2 separate regions of the Gossypium hirsutum genome follow, and region 1 is linked to region 2. The links are chromatin contacts, called in public Hi-C maps. All regions are on one chromosome and are shown on one strand. Each heading gives the region's core, a stretch centred on a gene start, on an enhancer-like site or on the middle of the called end of the contact. The rest is flanking DNA. Distances are from core to core; before and after follow the strand shown. Region 1 holds the start of LOC107894185 (phosphoglycerate mutase-like protein 1). Region 2 holds the start of LOC121212239 (probable 1-acyl-sn-glycerol-3-phosphate acyltransferase 5).

Region 1 (6,137 bases), core at 1,470-3,969, 170 kb after region 2:
TGGTTGTGTTAAATGGCATTTAATTATGAATGCATAAATGTATGAGTTTTGTATGTTAAGTGATGTGTATTGATAGGTAATACCTCGTAATCCTGCTCCGGCGACGGATACGAGTTAGGGGTGTTACACTGCCACTAAGGAGGAAAAGGTATAACCTTTACAAGACTAGTTTTTTTTTCTTTTCTTAAAGTTTATATAGAACCTTTCCCATTTCTCATTGGCTAAATTAAACCCTTTTTAGCTTTTATGACTTAACTAAAACTCTCACAATTTATAAATAGCAAAATGGAAAACGAATAACAACAACCTCTAGGAAGGTGGAAGTTTACCACTTTGAATTCTAAATGCAAGGATATGTGAATGATAAAAAATTTGACATTAATCTCTTCAAAAAATATTTACTGGAGAAATGAAAAAAAATGAAGATTTGAAGATTTTTCTTTTGATCTTTAAATTTGGATATTGTTCTCGTATATTTGGAAGTATTCTTGAAGAGTATTTATACTAAAAAATAAGTTTACGAACATTTATGCTTGTTAAGGGTGAAATAAAGCTATTGGAAGCGTTAATTTCGGGTTAAAAAATGTCATTACAACTTATGTCTCAAGGCTTATGTTTAGAAACACTAAAAACAATCGAATCAACTCTAGGTATTTTCTTTCCATCCGCCAATTCAATCGAGCTTTCTTCCATATCTAACCTCATATCATCAATAATTACTTCCTTGTCTACCATCGAAGATGTCAGCCCATCTTGCCTAAAACTGAATTTTTATGCTAAATTTATTCTTAGATTAATGCCAAATTCCTTGATGAAATTTGCATTTTGAAAATTACCCTAATAATTCTCCTTTCCTTTGTCATCCTCCCTAAAATTAGGGAGGTCTGAATCACCCTCATCTCTCAACCAAATATAGGAAACTTGACTAGTCCTCATTGGTGCAACTTTGATTGAAATGTCTCATTTCATCACTAAATCTTTCTGAAAAATCCATATCAGATAAAATTCTCACCATGACCAAGTCTTTCATTAAGAAAACAAAACAATGATAACCACTCATGCTAGAATCGAACGTAAATTTAACCCTTATAAGGAAGGACTATTTGCTTCTTTCATTTCAATAGAGAGTGAACATCCACCTTAACCCGAATCCTCGTACAACTTCTATAGCCTCATGTTACCGACTTAGCATCATAATCAATATAAAAGTTAATGAAATTATCAAATTGCTTAGCCATAGTTACAAACATAAGGCCATTTAGAAGATTATGAATTTGAACTTAGAAATCAATAAAAAGATAAAAGAACTTATGAAGGATCCTCACCATTAGACAACATATGACACACAAGAAGATGATTGTTAATTCTCCTTTCCCTTGTCATCCTCCCTAAAATTAGGGAAGTTTGAATCACCATCATCTCTCAACCAAATACAGGAAACTCGACTAGCCTTCATTGATGCAATTTCGATTGAAAGGTCTCATTCCATCACCAAATCTTTCTTTCCTTGAAAAATTCGAATCAGATAAAAATTCTCACTATGACCAAGTCTTTCACTAAAAAAACAAAATAATGATAATCTCTCATATTAGAATCGAACGAAAATTTGACCCTTATAATGACTATTTGCTTCTTTTGTTTCAATAAAAAGTGAACATCTACCTTTACTCAAATCCTTGTACAACTTCTATACCCTCATGTTATCGACTTTGCATCATAATCAATATAAGAGCCAATGAAATAATCAAATTGTTTAACCATCGTTCCAAACATAAGGCCATTTGGAATATCATGAATTTGGACTTAAAAATCAACAAAAAGAGATATCCTCACTATTAGACAACCTATGACACCCAAGAAGGTGATTGTCAAATGTCCAAGAGTCACCATCCGCCACTTTATCAACATCCACCTCATAGAAAAATCAAAATTGAAATATTTTCTCACCAATGTTAGTAATCGCCATACCCCCATGGGATACCATAGATTCACCATAGTGTTGCCTATGGATTGAAAATATATAAAACTTATAGTTAAGAAATTACCTACTAGACAAAACTCAGTGTTTGAAACCACTTCATTTCCCTCCAACGTGATCTGCCATGCTTCCTCCAATGGATAACCATGTTATCTTGTTCTCCGTTATACAACTAAATGAAAACCTGTAGAAATATATGAGATAATGGAAGAAAATCCAAAAAAAAAATTACAAGAAGAAGAAAAAACAAAGAAAATATAGGCTATAAAAACAAACGGAAAACGTGCTATAAAAGTAGACAGAATAAAAAAAACAAATTCTTTTTTATATTGTAATAAGTTTAAAAAAATATTTCATTTATAATTATATTATTTGTGTTTTTTAATTATAAATAATGATTTTTTTCTAAAATAGATTTATGTAATTATTTTATTTAAAATAATGTGTCAATAATATATTTCTAACATTTTTATTATTTTTTAGCCAGTTATTAATAAAGTCATTATTTGATATAAATGTAATTATAGTAGTTTTCAATTATTTCTTACGTTTATAAAGGTTTAACAATTTAAAATTTTATTAAAAATAATTTTAATTTTATACTAATATATTCTATAATAATTTTCATTTTTATTCTCACTAAGTATTATAGTATTAAATCTCACCCAATATAATAATTAATCTCATTTTTAATCTTAGGTACATATTATTTTATTCTTAAATTAAAATGGTGTATAGGAAGCAGTACAAGACAGCATCACAGCACCATGTCTATCGGAGTAAACTGCAGTCATTGTTTTCCACGTCATCGACCCAATTCTCCAACTCTTGTGTCTTCTTCATCATCCCTTTCCTCTATTATTGTTTGCAGTAAGGTCCCAGTCGGAGTCAGTCAACATCTTCAATTTCTCTCGCAACACCCATCTGGTTACTTCTTAGATCCCTCAAGACCTATCAACTTCCCACCTTTTTGATGTTTTCTAGCTTGGTCCATACCTTTTTTTTTCCTTTTTCAGTTTTTTATTTATTTAGATTAGCATCCAAAAGTCTTAAATTTTATGGGTTTTGTTTTGGGTTTTATGTTACTATGTTTCTTGTTTGATTCAGTATGTTTTTCTTTTTTTAAATTTGTTCTATGGGTTTTGCCTGAAGGTGCAGATTTGGTGACTTTTTGAAGAAAAAAAAAGTGGGTTTGTTGGAAATCTGTGGTTTTTCTCTGAAAGACACCAGCTTGAATTACTTTTAGTGCTTTTTAGCTTCTGGGTTAGTTGATTCTGGGGCAAATTCCTTTGCCTTTTGAATTCTCTAGTTGTCACTGAACTTATTACAAGATGGGATCTCTAGTTTTTTCAAGTATTTTGGATCTCTTTTTATGATATTCATGAATTAAGCAAACCTTAGAAATTGGAGGTTTTTTGACAAAATATAATTATAAATACATATTAAGGTGTCAATACGACACCTAAAAGCTAGATTTGACTTGGTGTTTTCAAACTTGGTTATTGTAAAATGTTAATTACAGATTCAGTTGAGCTCCCCCAATATAATGGTATCAGTAGTCGCCATGTTAGTTCCTGTTTCCATGGTGCATTACATAGGTTTCTGCCATACACCATACATCGTTGTTGAGCTAGTTCTGCTTTTAAACTTGCATTTCATTTTTGCTATTTGTAACTGAATGTATTGATCTGTTGACATAATTATACTTTGCTTATATGCAGTTTTGGAATCCTTGTTGATTCCTGTTGTCTTTGATTACGTTGGTTACTGCTTACGCCATGCATCATTCTTGAGTTAGCTTTGCTTTTGAACTTGCATGTATTTTTGCTGTTGTACACGAATATTTTGATCTGATGAAGTAATTATACTATTGACCGTATGCAGTTCTGAAATCCTTGTTCTAATTGAACTTCTTTAAGGTATTTAATTTCCTTAGACAATCTTTTTCCGTCATACATTCGATTTATAGCTTACATATTGGTTGCAGATATGGATACCAGTGCTGGCCCGAGCTTGTTCCCTTTGCACCGCTGCAAAACTCTTCACTTGGTTGGTATTGAATTTATTTTTCCTTTTAATGCAGTACATCCACTGCAGATTTGAAGCTGCTATATATTTGGTTTGAAGGATATTCAAGATTGCCTTCTTTCTTGGCTTTTGCTCGCAAAACAAGGCAATGTGGTCTTATAAAACAATACATCCAGGTGAGGCATGCTCAGGGGATCCACAATGTAGATGGAGATAAGAACTATAAAGCATACATGTCTCCAGAATATTTTGATGCACACATTACCCCTCTTGGCTGGCAACAGGTGAGTAGCAGTCATTGTGTTGTAATATATGTCCCTGGGCGCATTTTGAATCTATTTTCATTCAAGTCATGTTCTTATTTGCAATCCAAAGCATACTTATGAGAGGAATATTATATGAAGCCTTATTTTTGGTAATTCTGCAGGTGGATAATTTGCGTAAGCATGTCCATGAATGTGGCCTTGCTAAGAGGATTGATTTGGTGATTACATCCCCTTTGCTAAGGTAATGGTGCCAGGATTTTGTACTCCTTTTAAGAATCTTTCCTTGATATATGTCTTCTTATGCCATCGTATGCATGGAGTTCGGACCTATATGTATCGTGCAGGTTTCTAATTTGCTGAATTCTTCAATCTATGTTAGCTAAAGAGTGGGAAGCTTAGGGATCTAATAACCGCATTCTCCCCTTTGGAGAATTAAATCATGTTGCCTATGAAATTTTAACTTTCTGGATCAATCCATTTATGATTGATAATTCATGCTCAATAGGTTTGTGGAACATTTCCTTACTAGAATATTGCTTTAAGGGAACTTTTGTTAATTGAAGCAGAATGTGACAGGAGTAATGCTAATGGAACCACTGAGTTTCATATTAAGTTTTAGATAGCGTTTGGTATGATGGAAAGTAGTCACTTCCCTGGAAATTTAATCTGTTGGAAACACTTTCCAATGTTTGGTATGTCAAATTTTATTTGCTTTCCTTAAAATCTAACTTTTCCTTCAGAGTCACTTTCCCATAAACATGGCAATGTGATTTTCCATATAAAATGTGAGAGAGTTACTTTCCCACGTAGATTGGAAAGTAAAAAAGATATTAAGAGAAAATTAACCCTATTTTATATTGGTTTAGGGTATTAGTCTATTAATAAATGTAAAAAAGAAAAAAGAAAGAGAAGTTTTTGTCTTCTTCCTTTGTCCTACTACTTGATTTTCTCTATTACTTCAACGGATTCTTCGCAAGTGTTATATATAAATATTTTTTTTTAATTTATTCCGAAACAAGTTGTATATATACATGATTTTATATGTGCATTATTATATTTAGAAAATATATGTAGGACAAATTTGAAACAATGTACATTATAAACTAAAAAAATTAAAAATATCAATTAAAAAATTTTATTAAATATTTAATCCAAATATTTGTTAAGTATAAAGTTTATTATAAAAATTAAATACATGAATATTATATTTTATTTAATAAGGCTAAATCCGTAAATTAACATTACATTTTAGGAAAGTACTTATTAAACCAAACGGAACAATATAACTTTCTTGGATTTTAATCAATACCTTTCAATGTATATCAAACATTGCAAAGTAACTTTTCCGACAATCACATTCCATTGGAATCATAATATGGGAAAGCATCAAAAGCTACCTTAGCGTTAATCTGTGTAAGCGTTGACACAAATTTTGATTCCAAATTCAATAGTAAACCTTTTCAACAAAGCTGGGATTATCACTATTAGTTCTTATGACTTGTTTATTTATTTATTCCAAGTCATTTGATCTTCAACAAAGCTGTTTTCTTATGGTTTGTAAAAGATGTTAGTCTGCTTTGAATAGGTAAAAGCTTAGTTTAGTAAAGCTCCATATTAATTTGGTGAAGATATTTTATTGTGTAGAATCATAATTTAACATTGATGTTCTTTGAAGTTAAATTTGGTTTATAAAAAACATGATTAAATCATCAGACATGTATTAATTGACAATGGTTGCTTTATGTTCTAGGACATTGCAAACAGCTGTTGGGGTATTTGGTGGTGATGGTTATACAGATAGGATGGATGTAGTGCCACTTATGGTGGCAAATGCAGGAAATAGTGGTCGTGCTGCAATTTCAAGT
Region 2 (5,859 bases), core at 593-3,092:
ACTTAAATTTCATATTTTATTAGTGTCTCGAGACAAGACATTCATGTGTCAAAACCTATTGATTTTTATTGTTGTTCCGATGTTGGAATGTCTCGAAACTAATGTACCTTGACTAAATCAGAAATTGAGCTGGATAGGATCTTATTCAAAAGGCAAAACTTTTCTAATATTGTTTTCACTATTTTCAAAACTCAAATTTGAAACCTCTTTTTTGTCGAAATCAAGGTGTTTATTGTTTATAGTAACTAATTATCCCTTCGTTGTGAGTGTTCTAAAAGAGGTAAACGACTAACCATGAAACGTGCTCTATTCTAATGGGCGAGGATCGAATGTCTAACCTCATGGTTAAGGGATAAGATAAACAACAATCAACCTCATGATTAAGGGATAAGATAAACAACCATCACACCACATGATTCAAATTCGTAACCTTACTTTAATTCAATTTCGAAACCTTGCTCAATAAACATTAAGCGCTTTATCATATGATACAACAAATATTGAAGAAATGTTTGATATTTATAGATGGTTTTATAAGTTTTTAGTACTCATCAAATTTCAACCAACCGTAAAAAGAATTACAATTGATAATATTCGAATGTTATATTTGATCAATTTTACTTTTTATTTTTAAATAAATTAGTTAAACTAAGTTTGGGATTCATCAGCCATCCTCTATAGAGAATTAGAGATCGAAAATGGTTCAGTTTTTGAATTTTGTGAAAGCCATGTTTAACTGCCAAGCTGTCTACATAAGAAACCTTATAGTTCTTATTCAGGTACAAGAAAAAACACAAGGACTTTACATAAAAAAAATAGAAAATTCAGGGGCTCATTTTGAATTTAGCCAAAAAAATCAACAACCAAGCGTTGCTTGCTTGATATTTCGAGTTATGCGGTCAATTTAGTTAAAAATTAAGAAATCTTGAAATAAAAATGAAGAATGAAGATATTCAATTCTTTTCATTTTTATTCATTCTTTTCATTTTTAAATATAAATATTAAAAATAAAAATCTAGAAAAATGTTTTTACTCTTTTATGTATTTCTTTTTAACACATATTGTTTACCGAATTACTCTTCTATTACCAAATAATTACGCCTCTATTCGTATATATATTTAAAAATAAATAATATTTTCTAAAATACAATTTGAATAATAAATTGGTATAATTGTCGTTTTAGTTCATATCAATGTTGAAAATGAACAACTTAGTATCTCTAAAAAAAATTAAAAATAAATTTTAAAATTCAAAATATTTATAAAAATTTCAAAATTTATATTTAAAAAAAGAATTTTTTTTAAAAAAATTCTAAAAAATATATAAATAAAATTAAAAATTTTAAAATTTTCTAAAATAATAATTTTAGGATCTAAATAAGTTAATTAATGATTCAAGTTTGTCATACTAAAGTATCTTATTTTTCTTTAAATTTTTTTCAAATATATATGGTTTTAAATTTACGTGATGTAACATGAAAATAGTTATATTGTAACAAGATTTTAATTTGACATGTTTAATTTTTTTAATTTAACTCTAATAATTTTACCTAATTTGATTCGTTTATAGTTTTATTTTACTAGATTCAATTCGAAATAATTTCAAATCTAATTAAAATGTTAAAATAAAACTCGTGAACCCTATTAATTCGAAAATTTTTTCAGGTATAACTGCTATCAGAGATAAGTCAGGTATCAAGTTAGATGCATATATTTATCATCATTTATTATGTATTTAATATTTTATTTAAAATTATTAATTTTTAAATTGAAATTTTGGTTCTATTTTTAAAAAGCCATAAATAGTGGCAGGATCTGTAATTTAGACTCAATTCTGTGTCCATTTCATTAAACCCTCCACCTCCTAAGCTCAACTCTTCATAAATAGACCAAAATCCCAAGTTCTCCGATTTTTCCGGCAGATTCTTTTTTTTTTTCTTTTTATTTACCGTTAAAAACCTGAACCCTAACTATTTAAAGGTAAACACTCACTTTCCCCATTTTTTTATAAAAATTTTCAGATAATTTTAATCTTCTTTTAAGTGTATATATATGTATAAGTGTGTGTGTATATGGTTGATGCTGATAAAATGCCGCCATGGAATTTGCTTTATTTTCCTTTTAAGATTCCCGTTCTTAAAATTTTCCGAGCAACCAAACAGGATCTTTAAGGATATTTGCTTTATTTGCGTGGATTTTGAGCAACATCTTATCCAGCATTCAGATCCGTTTCTTTATTTGCAAGATTTGTAACTAATTATTCTACTTATTATTTATTCAGTGATTAGGTAGACGACGAGCTTTTGTCTTTTTTGTATCTGTTTATTTATTTATTTATTTGAACATGCTTTGGAGAGTTTATTTAACTGAATCTTAGTTAGCATTATCTGAATGTAGAATTTTTTTTTATTTTATAAAAAAGGAATGCTTCGATGGTATCTTCTTGACTTTAAGAGTGAAGTAATAATGGCTTGCTATTTTTGTTAAGAAATTAGAGGTTTATGCTTAGGAAGCAAGCATGCTTTTCGAGGAAGATCATTTGATACTAAGTTGCCCTTTGGTCTTCATCCTTTTAAATGCTGGTTGAACTTAAGTATTTGATTAATCTTTGCTCTCCGTATGTTGTAGCTCGCTTTTCAGTGCTTTTGAATTATTGCACTAAACTTAACTTTGTTTTCTGCAGTGTCTTGATTTTCAGTGTTTTCTGCATGTTCGCTTGGGGCTAGACGTCCTGTCGGTTAGTTTCTAAGTAGATAAGTTCATATTATAGAGTCTGTGCAGTTTATTTTGTTTGAAAGGTACGGATTGGGAGTTGTAAGGTATGGAAGTTCCAAGTGCGAAACATGAAACAAGGCATCGTAGGTTGACCCCGCTTAGGGTGTTAAGGGGTCTGATATGTTTGCTAGTGTTGCTTTTAACAGCTTTTATGATGATAGTGTATTGTGGCTTTTTTAGTACTGTTGTATTGAGGCTTTTCAGCGTACATTACAGCCGAAAAGTAACAGCTTTCTTCTTTAGTTCTTGGTTAGCATTATGGCCTTTTCTATTTGAGAAAATAAACAAAACCAAGGTCATTTTTTCTGGAGATGATGTTCCTGCAAGGGAACGAGTTTTACTTATTTGCAACCACAGAACTGAGGTTGACTGGATGTACCTGTGGGATCTTGCATTGCGGAAAGATTCCCTGGGATACATAAAGTACATCCTTAAGAGCAGCTTAATGAAATTACCTGTATTTGGTTGGTCATTCCAAATTTTGGAGTTCATCCCTGTGGAAAGGAAGTGGGAGGTTGATGAGGCAAAAATGCGCCAGATGCTTTCAAAATTCAAAGATCCTCGAGATCCCCTTTGGCTTGTTCTCTTTCCAGAAGGAACAGATTTCACGTATGTTCCTTTTATTTTATTTTATTTTATTTTGGAATCATCGCAATTTATGCGAACATCACGACACTGGAAATTTATCACTAGTTTGCCTTGAGTTCTTTGCTGATGCACTTGCAGTGCACTATTGTCTTTTTATTTTATTTTATTTTGGAATCATCGCAATTTATGCGAACATCACGACACTGGAAATTTATCACTAGTTTGCCTTGAGTTCTTTGCTATTGCACTTGCAGTGCACTAAGCCTTTAATTATTCTTTTCCTTGCAGTGAGCAGAAGTGCTTAAGAAATAAAAAATATGCAGCTGAAAATGGCTTGCCTATCCTAAAGAATTTGCTGCTTCCAAAATCAAAGGGTTTTAATGCCTGCTTGGAAGATTTGAGGAGCACTTTGGATGCAGGTTTTTTTTCTTCTATATGCTCTTCTGTTGTTTTAAGCAATTGGTTGTCTGTGGAGGCTCTTCTAGCGCATTGATAGGTAGTTGTAGAGCAATAGGTTTTCTCATCATGAGATGGAGTCAATAGCATAAGAGACCGGTTTCTCATGTAACTACAACTTTACAAAGATGATCGGTTTCTTTTTCCCCCTTTCCTTCCTAGCACACTACCTAAACTAAGGTCACTAGCTGCTAGAACTTAGCCAAATGTGGCACAGGTTGGAGAAGAGTGATAACCTTTCACAATGTAGAAAGATTTGAACTTTCCCTATTTACGATAACCCTTGGTTTCTTGTCTGGTCTAGAGCTGATCAAGAATTTTAATTCAGACCTATCCTGTTTCCTTTTTTTAGATTCAAGAAATGGAAGGATAGGTAGAGAGTTCTTAACTTTTGCGTAATGAAAAATAATTTTTTTTCCAAGGTTTCAAATAGGCTCCAGTAAGACTGAAATTTAGGCATAGGATAAACTCGATTATTCTACTTTCTAATCTGTTTGATTGCTAGGAGAATGCTTACTTTTAGTTTTCATCTGATAAACCCAGTTTAGGCACTTCGACAAATTTCCATGACCTATTGGTTTGTTTTCAGTTTACGATGTGACCATTGGATATAAGCATCGCTGTCCATCATTCTTGGATAACGTCTTTGGGGTTGACCCTTCTGAAGTTCATATTCACATCAGGTGTGTTACCCTGGATGACATCCCGTTGTCCGAAAGGGAAGTAACTTCTTGGTTAATGGATACATTCCAACGTAAGGATCAATTGCTTTCTAATTTCAATTCCGAAGGTTATTTCCCTCTGCATGGAGCAGAATTGAACCTCTCTACAGTCAAGTGCCTCATAAACGTCATGCTGGTGCTTGTCTTGACTGGTGCATTCACATTTTTAACCTTTTTCTCTTCCATTTGGTTTAAGATTTTTGTATCGTTATCTTGTTCCTATATGGTTTCGGCTACTTATTTAAACATCCGTCCAGAACCTATCTTCAACTTTGTCAAAACTAGTCTTTAAACCTAATTTCTTCCAAGTTATTATTATGCAACTTCAATAGGTATTCATTCACAAGCAGCATCAAGAAGTGCTTGCCGGAAAAACTTCATTTGACATGACTTCCAGCATCATCCAAATGGGAAGGTTCATGTCGGGAGCTTAAATAGCTTGTGGCCTAACGGAGAATCTTCGGGGCGTCAAAATTGCCTGTATGTGCTATTTTCAGATATCAACTTTGTTGTAAGGCTTATGTACTATTAAGTAGAATTTTAGGTTCCAATTCTCAGAAACTGTATGAAATCTCTAAATAAGGTTTGCCATTTCGCACATTTTATAGAAGCATCAATCAACGCCCATTTGTTTCTATTTATCTTCAGAGAATTTTCTCTGGTTTAATGATATCCAAAGTTCGAATCTCGTTTTGTGTAAATCTTGTGTGGACTTTTTTTTTTTTAAATTTTAGTGTTATTTAAGTCCGGTTATCATTTTAATCGTGCTTTGATAGTGATTGATTTTATTTATAATTATTCGAATGTGTTATTTGTACTGATTCTATTTTTAACTTGAAAACTTGGATTTCTACCAATAATTGATTAAAAAAAATATGGTGGTCCAAATCTTGTGGCAACTGGAAATGTAATTAAAGATTATAACATGGAATTGCATCCCAAGTGGTCCAAATTTCGTGGCTACTGGAAATGTCATTTATCCCTCATTTGATGATACGATAGCGCTAGTGGATCATATGTTTAACGAGTCCGACTGTCACATTGTTGTATTCTCTATGTTGTACATGAGGATATGGTGCATAAAGCAACGGAGTTGAAAAGTAAACTCAAAAAGTTCGAACCATCATAAAATATGGTGTGGTGGTTGCTTATTTTATTTTTTTGAATAATATTGTTAGGGGTTATTACCGAATGTGAATACTTTGATTTTCTTTAACAAGAAAACTGTCAATTCCGATTCAAGATGGTAATTGAATTGGGATAAATTCGAACATGACGAGAATTCTTTAACATCTAAAATTATTCAATCGAACGGTTT

Evidence for each region. Hi-C and Micro-C count contacts between places; a contact is called where the count stands out from the background.
Region 1: a Hi-C map of leaf shows a contact between it and region 2, with 2.2 times the contacts expected there. The contact joins the promoter of LOC107894185 here to the promoter of LOC121212239 in region 2. A contact is called at or near these places in 8 of 34 Hi-C or Micro-C datasets (callus and leaf).

What each region holds. Positions count from the first base shown.
Region 1 is chrA13:6,565,575-6,571,711 of Gossypium_hirsutum_v2.1, forward strand. LOC107894185 (phosphoglycerate mutase-like protein 1) reads left to right here and starts at 2,720. Exons shown (of 12, transcript XR_005907407.1): 1 at 2,720-2,905; 2 at 3,966-4,027; 3 at 4,183-4,290; 4 at 4,434-4,513; 5 at 6,023-6,137.
Region 2 is chrA13:6,400,173-6,406,031 of Gossypium_hirsutum_v2.1, forward strand. LOC121212239 (probable 1-acyl-sn-glycerol-3-phosphate acyltransferase 5) reads left to right here and starts at 1,843. Exons shown (of 4, transcript XM_041084633.1): 1 at 1,843-1,980; 2 at 2,684-3,384; 3 at 3,652-3,782; 4 at 4,409-5,176. The coding sequence starts at 2,822. The coding sequence ends at 4,833.